2 separate regions of the Mus musculus genome follow, and region 2 is linked to region 1. A link is a contact called in public HiChIP or PLAC-seq data. All regions are on one chromosome and are shown on one strand. Each heading gives the region's core, a stretch centred on a gene start, on an enhancer-like site or on the middle of the called end of the contact. The rest is flanking DNA. Distances are from core to core; before and after follow the strand shown.

What was found. HiChIP or PLAC-seq counts read pairs in DNA pulled down with a chosen protein or histone mark.
Region 2: a contact with region 1 is called in an HNF4G HiChIP or PLAC-seq map of pancreatic cancer cells. The contact joins two enhancer-like sites. A contact is called at or near these places in 10 of 484 Hi-C or Micro-C datasets (CD4 T cells, embryonic stem cells, nephron progenitors and 1 more) and 2 of 115 datasets of contacts at active chromatin or transcription factors (pancreatic cancer cells and stem cell-derived neural progenitor cells).

The regions. Positions count from the first base shown.
Region 1 is chr1:191,291,054-191,293,969 of GRCm38.p6, forward strand. No RefSeq gene overlaps it. Among named protein-coding and RNA genes, the nearest start is that of Nenf, 26 kb to the right of the region's middle. Within about 2 kb of position 1,573, at least 132 of the 459 cell types and tissues checked have an H3K27ac peak or open chromatin away from gene starts, as enhancers often do. A contact at or near this core is called in pancreatic cancer cells, where this site is marked.
Region 2 is chr1:191,525,712-191,528,564 of GRCm38.p6, forward strand. No RefSeq gene overlaps it. Among named protein-coding and RNA genes, the nearest start is that of Gm32334, 40 kb to the left of the region's middle. Within about 2 kb of position 1,565, at least 67 of the 459 cell types and tissues checked have an H3K27ac peak or open chromatin away from gene starts, as enhancers often do. A contact at or near this core is called in pancreatic cancer cells, where this site is marked.

The DNA.
Region 1 (2,916 bases), core at 323-2,822:
CTCGTTTAGCCTTTAAGACACCTTCAGGGCTGGTGAGATGGCTCAGTGGGTAAGAGTACCCGACTACTCTTCCAAAGGTCCAGTGTTCAAGTCCCAGCAACCACATGGTGGCTCACAACCATCCGTAACAAGATCTGACGTCCTCTTCTGGTGTGTCTGAAGACAGCTACAGTGTACTTACATATAATAAATAAATAAATCTTAAAAAAAAAAAAAAAAGACACCTTCAGGGGCCAGGGAGCACAAGAAGGGAGGCCGCTGACTCTGTGCTGACTGCCATCCTAGGGACCTAGAGTCGCAGTATCCCAGGCATCAGGTAATATCAAGACCAGACTTGGGCAGTGTCCAGCAGTATGACAGGCCAGGGGCAGGCAGGTGGCACTATGTATGTACAGGAAACATCTTGGCAAGCTGGAACAGTGTCTGTGGTGGTGCAGGTCTGTAATCCCAGCACTCCATAACCAGAGGCCAGCTCGAGCTACATAGTAGCTTTGAAACCAGCCTGGCTACACAGTGAGTAGCAAAAAGCCAGAAAACTAGAGGCTGGGGAGCTGGCTTGTCAGCCAGAACCATCTCGCTCTTGAAGAGGACAGATCCATTCCCAGCACCCATGGCAGGTGGCTCACAGCCAACTGTAACCAGTTTTCTAGGGTGTCTGATGCTCCTGGCTTCTGCAATCACCTGCACACATGTGCACATACCCCTACACATACACATAATTAAAGAAATAATAAGTCAGCCAGGTATAGTGGCCCATGTTTTTAATCCTAGCACTCAGGAGCAGAGGTAGGCAGATCTCTGTGAGTTTGAGGCCAGCCTGGTCTACATAGTGAGTTCCAGGACAGAACAGTCTAATGATCTTCTTCTTCCTCTTCCTCTTCCTCATCCTCTTCCTTCCCTCCCCCTCCTCTCCTCCTCCCCCTCCTCTCCTCCTCTTCCTCATCCTCTTCCTCCCCTCCCCCTCCTCTCCTCCTCCCCCTCCTCTCCTCCTCTTCCTCCTCCCCCTCCTCTCCTCCTCCTCCTCCTCTTTTTCCTCCTCCTCCTCCTCTTCCTCTTCCTCCTCCTTTTACTTCTTCATCCTTTTTTTATAAAGGCCAACACTAAAGAAATTAATAAATAAAAAGTGTCTGCTAGGGGCAGTTCTTCCTTTTTATAGTTCTTAAATGACCAAGATTTTTTACATTACAAAAAGCTTTCTGCTTATAATTAGACCAAATGATCATGTTATTCCACCACAGGGAAACCAGGTTTGGCCCTACACCCAGCAGCTGCTGCTACTATAGGGGCCTTTGGCCTCATGAGACCAGAGCCCCTTTCCCCATGCTAATCTCACAAGATTGCATCCAGCCCTCTCAGCTCAGGCCTGTTTCTGGCAACCACATCTGCCCTCCCTTGTCCTTCCAGGGTTTTCCAGAAATTCTTTGCCACTGTTCCTTGGCAGGAGACTACGGCATCACATGGCCAGTGACTGGTGCCTTCTGACTCACGGAATGGAAAGAAACCACACAGAGAAGCACACAGGGCCTCTGTTGCCAGCCAGGGTGACCACATGGAACGGGAGGTGATTCATCTGAGCCTGCCTGGCATTGGCACTCGAATACACTTGCCTGGAGCTGGGCAGTCAGCCCTTAAGTGATGCGTGGGGTATCCCCCTCCCAGGGCAGAGCAGCCCCTCCTAGGAGGAATAAGTGGCTCTCTGCCTCTGTCCCAAGTGGCTGACAGATGACCAAGGAGGTTGTAGGACAGCTCTGGGGACAGAGGTAATTAGATCAAGAATCAGGGTTGGGGACTTCAGAGAAGAGGTAGACAGGTGGAAGCTGAGTGTGGCTGGGGTCCTTTGCTCCAAATTCTTCATCACACCTGGTGTCTCCAACACAGAGGAGACACAGCTCACCATTCCAGAAGGAATATAATCAGTTGCTCACATAGTCCTTTTCAAGGCCAAGTGCAGAGGGGGCAGGGCACCAAGGGCAAGCGCAACTCTACGTCATTCCCCACTGGGCACCATATGACAGTCCCATTTTATGTATGAGGAAATTTTAACCAGAAATATAAAGCAGGTTGCCGCAGGTGACTGCCACCAGTGACAACTCTAACCACGTTGTGTGGTCCAGCTCTGCTGTGAGCTGCTGATGGATACAACATCCCATGCAAGCTCCACATTTCCCTTCACATACATGGTCTGACATCATCCTCAGAGCAGCACTGTAGGGAGGATGTTAGTGTTCACACAAAATGAGATCAGAAAGAACAGCAAGGCACAGGGTGTGTGATGGACAGGGTGTGTGATGGACAGGGTGTGTGATGGACAGGGTGTGTGGACAGGGTGTGTGATGGACAGGGTGTGTGATGGTTTGTATATTCTTGGGCCAGGGAGTGGCACCATTTGGAGGTGTGGCCTTGTTGGAATAGGTGTGACCTGGTTGGAGTAGGTGTGTCACTGTGGGTACGGGCTTAAGACTCTCACTCTAGTTGCCTGGAAGTCAGTCTTCCACTAGCAGCCTTTGGATGAAGATGTAGAACTCTCAGCTCTGCCTGGACCATGCCAGCCTGGATACTGCCCTGCTCCCACCTTGATGATGATGGACTGAACCCCTGAACTTGTAAGCCAGTCCCAATTAAATGTTTTTTTATAAGACTTGCCTTGGTCATGGTGTCTGTTCATAGCAATAAAACCCTAACTAAGACAGTGTGGTAGCTAGTGTTTCAATTGTGAGCCTAGCCTTTAAAGGCTGAGCTATCTCTCAGCCCCTATGGTGGCTAGTGTTCAAGTTGTGAGCCTAGCCTTTAACTGCTAAGCTATCTCTGATACCTGTGATACTTTTTAATTGTACAAATGATACAAGGTAGACTAGACTGGCAACAGTCTCAGTGAAAGATTCTTTAGATCAGATTGGCCTTGGTGGTGGTGGGACT
Region 2 (2,853 bases), core at 315-2,814, 230 kb after region 1:
ATACTCAACTGCTTCTGTCCTCTTCAACACAACCTCTCCCTGTTTTCTAGCTGGACAGTTTTTAAACTGTTAGATTTTAAGAGTTCTTTGTATATTTTAGGCACTAATTCTTTGTTAGATACGTGTCAAGTTGTAGCCTTTTTCTGTCTCTCTGTTTCTATCTGTCTCTGTTTCTGTGTGTCTTTGTCTCTCTCTGTCTTTCTCTGTCTCTGTCTGTCTCTCTGTCTCTCTGTCTCTCTGTCTCTCTGTCTCTGTCTCTCTCTCTCTGTGGTTTAGTATTCACACACATGAATGTGGAAGCCAGAAACCGATGTCAGGTGTCTTTCTTTATCCCTTTTCTCATTTGGAGACAGGTTTCTCACTGAACCTGGAACTCACTGAGGGTCTAGAGGCTGGGCAATAAGCTCTGAGATCCTGCTGTCTCTACCTTCCCCAGTGCTGGGATTACAGGTGGATGCCACTACACCTTGCTTTTGAAGAGGGTGTTGGGATCTGAACTCAGGCCCTTAAGCTTGCACGGCAAGCACATTACCCCCGAGCCATCTCCTAGCCCCGTAGATTGTCTTTGCACCCTTTATACAGATGAGCTGTCTCAGCTTAACAGTTTACATTCATTGGATTTTCCATTCATGCCTCATCTTTTGGTGTCTTTTCTTTATCCCCAGAACCCAGAGGTTTTTCTCTTGTACCTTTTTTCTGAAAGTTTTATAATTTTGCACTTAACCCATAAGTCCATGAACCATAACAAATACATGCAAATTAGGCTTTAATTTCAGACCAGGTAAAGTTATTTTTCCAGAGTTGAAAACCCTATTGTACCAGCCGGGCGTGGTGGTGCACGCCTTTAATCCCAGCACTCAGGAGGCAGAGGCAGGCAGATTTCTGAGTTCGAGGCCAGCCTGGTCTACAAAGTGAGTTCCAGGACAGCCAGAGCTGTACAGAGAAATCCTGTCTTGAAAAACAAAAAAAACAAAACAAAAAAAAAAAACAAAAAAAAAAAAACAAAACAAAAGAAAACCCTATTGTTAGCAGGGCATAATGGCACTCATGTTTAATCCCAGGACTTGGGAGGCAAAGGCTGGTGGATCTCTGAGTTCAATGTCATCCTGGTCTACAGAGCACAGAGCTAATTCCATGACAGCCTGGGATACACAGGAAAACCATCTCACTTCCTACCCTGCCCTTAAAACAAGCCTAGTGGTTGGCTTTCTTTTGAAAGGGCTGGTACTATCCTGGGTACTGTTGGTTAAGGCTGCCTGTTTCTGGCTAGGCAGTGGTGACACACACCTTTAATCCCAGCACTTATGAGGCAGAGGCAGGTGGATCTCTGAGTTTGAGGTCAGCCTGGTCTACAGAGCTAACTCCAGGACAGTCAGAGCTACACAAGAAACCCTGTGTAGAAAATGAAAACAAACAAAACACCCCCACACCCCCTCCCCTGGTTACACACACACACACACACACACACACACACACACACACACACGAACACAAGAGTGTCTGCATCTGGCGAGCTGTGACTGCTGGATGAGTGCTTCTGAGTGAGAGCCAGCACTGCAGTGACCAGTGAGTCAGCCCAGACACCAACTGCTAATTCATCCTGCCTGCTTGGTGCCATGGCAACGCTTCCTAGTAGATATCACAGAAATGTCTGTACTTCATAACTATGCATTTATGCCCTTCCTGCAGACACCCTGACTTCTGACTTTCTAATCTCTCTGCCAACTCCTTGATCCTATCTGTGAATTTCTCCTTTAAAAAATATTTATGTGTATGTGTGTTTGTCTGTATGAGTTTATGTGTACCACATAAATGCAAGAGCCCACAGAGACCAGAAGAGGACAATGGGTTTACAGGAACTGGAGTTACAGGCAAGTGTGCATCATTGTGTAAGCGCTGGGAACAGAACCTGGATCCTCTGAAAGGGAAGCCACAGTCAGTGCTCTTAACCTCTGAACCATCTCCTTGGCTTCTGCTTCTTTAACTCCCTGTGATTTCTCTTTCCTTGTCAATGAATGATAGGCACATGGTGCCTCAGATGTCCCTCACCCTGCCTTCCAGGGTCATCTTGAAATGGGTTATAACCAGCATCAGTCCACTTGAGACTTAATCCCATTTGCGGCTGTCTCCTCCTCCTGCTCTCCCAAGGAGCTCTTTCAGGATCCTCAGAGACCATCCACGTCAGCCCCGGTGGCAGGTAAGGGAGAAGCAGTGTAGCTTTGGGTGTCTGGAAGTGTCACTGCTTTTTCCAGTCTAGCCTCAAAGCCAACACTGCATAGCTATGCACTCAGTTGGTGAAAGCCATGATAACTGTGGTTAAAAGAGAATGGAATTCAACTTTGCCTTTAATGTGGGAGAGCAGACTGTGGAAGAGTATGTGAAGTTGGCAGTGCTGAGCCTCCTCTGGAAGAAAGACACCATCTATCACAAGGTCTCTCTATTCTGGCGAGCCAGAACTTTAATGTTTCCAGCCAGAGTTGGGTTCTAAGGTTTTTCAGATTGTTTTCAGTGTTGTTTCTTCGGTGGTTGCTCTCTGGCTGTGTGTGGAGTTTTTACCCTGTGCATACACAGCCTGGCACTCAGCCATATGCAATGTGTTATACGGGGCTCTTTCTCCTTTTTGGCATTTTATCTAGAAATTTCCAGATGACCTGGTTTCCCTAAACTCCAGTTTCTTGTTTCTCAAACTCAGCAAGGCTTCTGGTGTGTTTGCATTCTCCATTCTGGGGCTGTTATGTGAGAGTCACCTCCACAGCTGCATGCTCACGTCATCTGGCTCCTCCCCTTGGCTTACTTATCTGTGCTGCTTCTTGTACAATATTTGAAAATCTCTGCTTGGTCTCCTTGACTCAC